2 separate regions of the Sus scrofa genome follow, and region 1 is linked to region 2. Evidence: chromatin contacts called from public Hi-C data. All regions are on one chromosome and are shown on one strand. Each heading gives the region's core, a stretch centred on a gene start, on an enhancer-like site or on the middle of the called end of the contact. The rest is flanking DNA. Distances are from core to core; before and after follow the strand shown.

What was found. Hi-C and Micro-C count contacts between places; a contact is called where the count stands out from the background.
Region 1: a Hi-C map of retroperitoneal adipose tissue shows a contact between it and region 2, with 2.2 times the contacts expected there. The contact joins two enhancer-like sites. A contact is called at or near these places in 2 of 5 promoter capture datasets (fetal skeletal muscle and liver), 23 of 47 Hi-C or Micro-C datasets (alveolar macrophages, brain, embryonic fibroblasts and 14 more) and 1 of 2 datasets of contacts at active chromatin or transcription factors (alveolar macrophages).

What each region holds. Positions count from the first base shown.
Region 1 is chr7:49,609,863-49,612,562 of Sscrofa11.1, forward strand. No RefSeq gene overlaps it. Among named protein-coding and RNA genes, the nearest start is that of CEMIP, 11 kb to the right of the region's middle. Within about 2 kb of position 1,314, at least 3 of the 83 cell types and tissues checked have an H3K27ac peak or open chromatin away from gene starts, as enhancers often do. A contact at or near this core is called in alveolar macrophages and retroperitoneal adipose tissue, where this site is marked.
Region 2 is chr7:49,307,304-49,310,003 of Sscrofa11.1, forward strand. The region is part of intron 2 of ARNT2 (aryl hydrocarbon receptor nuclear translocator 2); the gene reads left to right. Among named protein-coding and RNA genes, the nearest start is that of ARNT2, 50 kb to the left of the region's middle. Within about 2 kb of position 1,433, at least 19 of the 83 cell types and tissues checked have an H3K27ac peak or open chromatin away from gene starts, as enhancers often do. A contact at or near this core is called in alveolar macrophages and retroperitoneal adipose tissue, where this site is marked.

The DNA.
Region 1 (2,700 bases), core at 64-2,563, 300 kb after region 2:
CAAGCACATGAAAAGACGCTCAAGGTCACTAACCATTAGGGAAACACAAATCCAAACCTCGATGAGGAGTTCCCATCCTGATGCAGCAGAAACGAATCCGACTAGGAACCGTGAGGTTGGGGGTTTGAACCCTGGCCTCGCTCAGGGGGTTAAGGCTCCGGCATTGCCGTGATCTGTGTAGGTCACAGAAAAGTCTCATATCTTGCGTTGCTAGGCTGAGGTGTAGGCCGGCAGCTACAGATCCGATTTGACCCCTAGCCTGGGAACCTCCACATGCCGCAGATGAAGCCCTAAAAAGCAAAAAAAAAAAAAAAAAAAAAAAAAAAAAATTAAAAAAAAAATAAATATTTAAAAAATAAAACCTTGGAGTTCCCGTCGTGGCGCAGTGGTTAACGAATCCGACTAGGAACCATGAGGTTGCGGGTTCGGTCCCTGCCCTTGCTCAGTGGGTTAACGATCCGGCGTTGCCGTGAGCTGTGGTGTAGGTTGCAGACGCGGCTCGGATCCCGCGTTGCTGTGGCTCTGGCGTAGGCCGGTGGCTACAGCTCTGATTCGACCCCTAGCCTGGGAACCTCCATATGCTGCGGGAGGGGCCAAGAAATAGCTAAAAAGACAAAAAAATAAAAATAAATAAAAAATAAAAATAAAAAATAAAACCTTGATGAAACATCCCTTCACACCCATTAGGATAGCCACTATTAACAAAACAAAACAAAAAACAAAATCACAAGGATTGGCAAGCATTTTTAGGGATTGTACACTATTGGTGAGAATGTCAAATGATGCAGAGACTTTGAAAAATAATATGGCATTTTTCAAAAAATTAAAAAGAGAACTACCAGAGTTCCCACTGTGGCTCAGTGGTAAAAAATCTGACTAGTATCCATGAGGATGCGGGTTCCATCTCTGGCCTCATTCAGTGGGTTAAGGATCCGGCATTGCCCTGAGCTGTGGTGTAGGTTGCAGACGTGGCTCAGATCTAGTATTGCTATGGCTATGGCGTGGGCCAACAGCTGCAACTCCGATCTGACCCCTAGACTGGGAACTTCCATTGCTGCAGGTGCAACCCTAAAAAGCAAAAAAAAAAAAAAAAAAAGAGAGAGAGAGAGACAGACAGACAGACAGAGAGAGAACTACCATATATGACACAACAATCCCACTTCTGCATATATAGCCAAAGGAATCAAAAGCAGGATATTGACGAGATCTTTGTACACTCATGTTCATTGCAGCATTATTCACAATAGCCAAAAAGTCCCACATGTCCATCAGCGTATGAAGAGGTAAGCAATATGTGGCATATCCATAGAATAGAATGTCACTCAGCCTTAAAAAGAGAAGTCCTGACTTGCATGAAACTAGAGGACATTATGCTGAGAAGAATAAGCCAGTTGCAAAAAAAGATGACTCTTGTACGCCTCCTATTTAACAAGTGGTCAGATTCATAGAGTAGGAAGTAGAATTGTGGTTGGGGGAACAGAGCGGGGGGGGGGGAACAGGGAGCTGTTATTTAATAGACACAGAATTTCCTTTTTGCAAGATGGAAAAGCTCTGCAGACAGATTGCACAACAGTTTGAATATATTCCGAACACTGCTGAACTGTACATTTTAAACTGGTTAAGATGGTACATCTTACCACGATTAAAAAAAAAAACAGAATTCCTGTTTGGGCTCAGCAAGTTAAGAACCCAACATAGTGTTCATGAGGATGCAGGCTCAATCCCTGACTTCACTCAGTGAGTTAAAGGATCCAGCATTGCCAAAAGTTGGGGTGTAGGTCACAGATGAGGCTTGGATCTGGTATTGCTGTGGCTGTGGTGTAGGTTGGCAGCGGCAGCTCCAATTCGACCCCTAGCTTGGGAACTTCCATATGCCACAGGTACAGCCTTAAAACGAAAAAAATCACTACAAAGAAATTACAGCTAGAGCCTCCCTTCCAAAACAGATGTCAAAACATGATCTTCCTCTGAGTTTCCTGGTGGCCTAGCAGTTAAGTATCCAGCATTGTCACTGCTGTGGCTCAGGTTTGATCCTTGATTCAGCTTTCTGCTCAAAAATCACGCACTTGGAAAGGTCTTTCCCATTTCCCTATAAACATAGTCTCCATCACCACCACTCTCCTGCCCACCCTTACTCTGATTGATTTTCCTTTTACGTTTGCTTTTATTAGTATTTCACTGCCTATTATCCCAGTACCACTGGAGTGTAAATGCCACTGGATCAGAAATACAGTCGTCTCATCAGCTGCTGTATTCCTGGTGCCTTGAGCACCTCAATAGAATAATAGGCGCTCCACAAATATTTGTCCACAGATGGAATAAATTTTGATTACTTAACTATAGCATCTGTTGTACAATAACCTGTTTTCAGAAGGTGAATAGAGTAAACATGATTTGTCTTGGTTCTAGATGTTAGGGAATCTTTCTCCAAAGATCAACTAATTCATTTTTATTTCCACAATACCATTGGGAGCAGAGTGTGTTTAGTCGGCAGCTCCATATTTGCATTTCAGGAAAATTAAGGCACTGCTCAAAGAGTTCTCTTCATCTCTTTTCTGCCTGGCAGACGTAAAGCCACCCTTCACGAGTCAAATGTCAAAACAGAAAAATGTTGGGAGTCCCCATTGTGACTCAGCAGTAACGAACCTGACAAGTATCCATGAGGACATGGTTTCGATTCCTGGCCCCGCTCAGTGGGTT
Region 2 (2,700 bases), core at 183-2,682:
CTGAGGACCAAGGAGACCCTGATGGACAGCGCATTCAGCAAAAAACAGGCCACCCCAAGGTGGGGCCCCTGCTCCTGCACAGGGCATGTCTGTCCACACGCCCTGGTCACCGCCTCGCTGCTTTTCTTCCTCTCCGCGAGCAAATGTGGGGCGCAGTTGGAGACACACAGAGGGAGAGAAGGAGAGACAAAGTGGGGGGTGGAGGGAGAGGGGAAACAGGAGGAGGCACAGACCTTACACCCCCCACCCCCCCAGTCCCTGCCTAGGTCCTCCCACTCTGACCTGGTTATTTTGGCGGAGGGAACATGTCCCAGCTTCCCAGGATAACCACCCAGGCCGCCCCAGTGTCTCCGAGCCGAGTAGAACTGACCCCTCGTGGGGTTTGGATCCCCGGCCACATGCCTGGCCCGATGCCCTGGATCCTCTGGGCTGAATGTTCTTTCCACTCCCCGGACAGCCTTCCCCAGTCGGCGTCTTAGCCAGCTGCGTGCTCTGCTAGCAGTGGGGACACAAGGTGAAGGTTCAGAAGTTTCAGATTCTTTGAAAAGTGATTCCACATGTGTGAGAGAAAAGAGCAGAAGCAAGTCACCTGGACTGCATCTTTGTCAAGAATGCCCTGATCTCAGGGAGGGGATGGGGGGGGGGCACCCACAGGGCCCATGGATGCCTTTTTTTCCCTTTTTTTTTTTGCCTTTTTAGGGCCGCACCCACAGCATATGGAGGTTCCAAGGCTAGGGGTCGAATCAGATCTGCAGCTGCCAGCCTACACCACAGCCACAGCAACACCAGTTCCGAGCTGCATCTGCGACCTACATCACAGCTTATGGCAGCGCTGGATCCGTAACCCACTGAGCGAGGCCAGGGATTGAACCTGCGTCCTCATGGATGCTAGTCGGGTTCATTAACCGCTGAGCCATGAAGGGAACTCGCACATGGGTGCTTTTACAGTGACTGGGAAGTGGCTGTGATTAGATTAGACAGCGGCTGTGCCCCAGAGCCAGCCCTTAAGGAGGGAGGAGGGAGGCTGTGGTACCTGGATGTACCAGCACCTTCCCACTGCCTTGGAATCAAATGCTGGGCTTCTCAAATATCATTCTTGAGGCAGACGGTTTCCAAAGTGTGCACAGCCAGCAGACTGGTATTGCCCTCCGGTGTAACCCCACGGCTGCTGGACTGTGGTTAAATACAGTTCACAGCACATAAGCAGGTATTCGGCTGGGTTTGCATTTATGCCGTGATGTCGCTATAGCCCCAGCCGCCTGATCCAGGCTCTGAAGAAAGGACATTTGCCGGCACCCATGTCACTTCCCTTTTTGTCAGCAGATATTATGAGCTGGCCCGGGGTCACTCCTTTGCTGCTGCTCTAGAGCCAGCCTCACTGGCACGGCCTCACATCCTTTCTCATGAGAGCACAAGTGAATCGCTTGGTGACTCATCGTTGATGATGCATCATTATTATTATGACACAGTCACTGTAGGGCAGATTCACATCCCTCACTCTTAACCAGGGGCAGGCTCCGAAGTGACTTGCACAGCTTTTTATTCATGTAAATTGACGGGTAAAACGCATTTCAAACCACCGTTGGAGGACTCTTTTGTTATCCACTTATTGTACCGAATTCTTTAAGGTGAACACAACGGGACTTAAAAGTCATATTTTGATTTTTCCTTTTTATTATCCAGATGTTTCAGTGTAGTTGAGACACAGAAAAGACATAAAATAAGAGATGATTTACTCAGAGGTTTTATAGCAGAAGAAATAAACATAGCTATTGCGGTCATGTTCACAGCGGCGCATTTGCCGTGGTGGCAGAAGACCCGGAGGCAGCCTTTTGCAAGCACTCCTCCAAAAGCTCCTTTGTCCTCAGAAGCTGATTTTCTCTGTGTGGCCTGTGAGCAGTGAGCCTGCTTTGGGGGTCAAGTGAGTGACCCTGAGGATTTGTTATGTCCTGACTTCTCTCCTGAGTCCATCTCCATGTCACACTTTTCAGAAGGACGAGATGTGACTGCAGCATCTGCACAGCCGGGAAGGCACAGTTTTGTGGTCCCTAATTTTTCACAGACAAATCCTGCTACGTTTTCCACAGCCCCTAGAAAACTCTGGCTCCAGAGCCCAGCCATCCTCTCTTATACCCTCTGCTCAGGTGGGCTGACCTGGTCCCAGCTGGGACCAGTTGCCCTGTGCCTCACCTCCCCATCTGCCTGCTGCATGAGGACCGGGCACAGACCTGAGCTGTCCTTACGGAAACCACGGGGACCAACTATCTGTGTAGTTGGCCCGGGACTTTCCCAGGTTTAACACTGAGGTCCTCTACCTCACGAATCCCTCAGTCGGGGAAAATCAGGACGATTGGTCACCCTAAATGCCCCAAAGATCATGCAGGCTGAGGAGGAACCGCTGACTAATAAATGGCGTCTCGCAGGAGCCAGATTATCACACTCATATCAATTTGAGCTGAAAGGCATTTTAAAGATAACTGTACATCTCACACCCACTTGAGGTTTTGCTCAAGGCTTGCATAAATCCATTGGAATTTTGAAAATGCGATTTCTTTTTCTTCACATGCAACTGTTGACAGCCCAGGGTATTATTAAGCCTCGTGTCCACAGCAGAGTCGCTCTTACCCATGATGAACACTGGGTGGCAGTGTGGTTCTGCGGCTCCGCAAAGGCACAGTGCTCCCCGAGCAGACTCTTTGG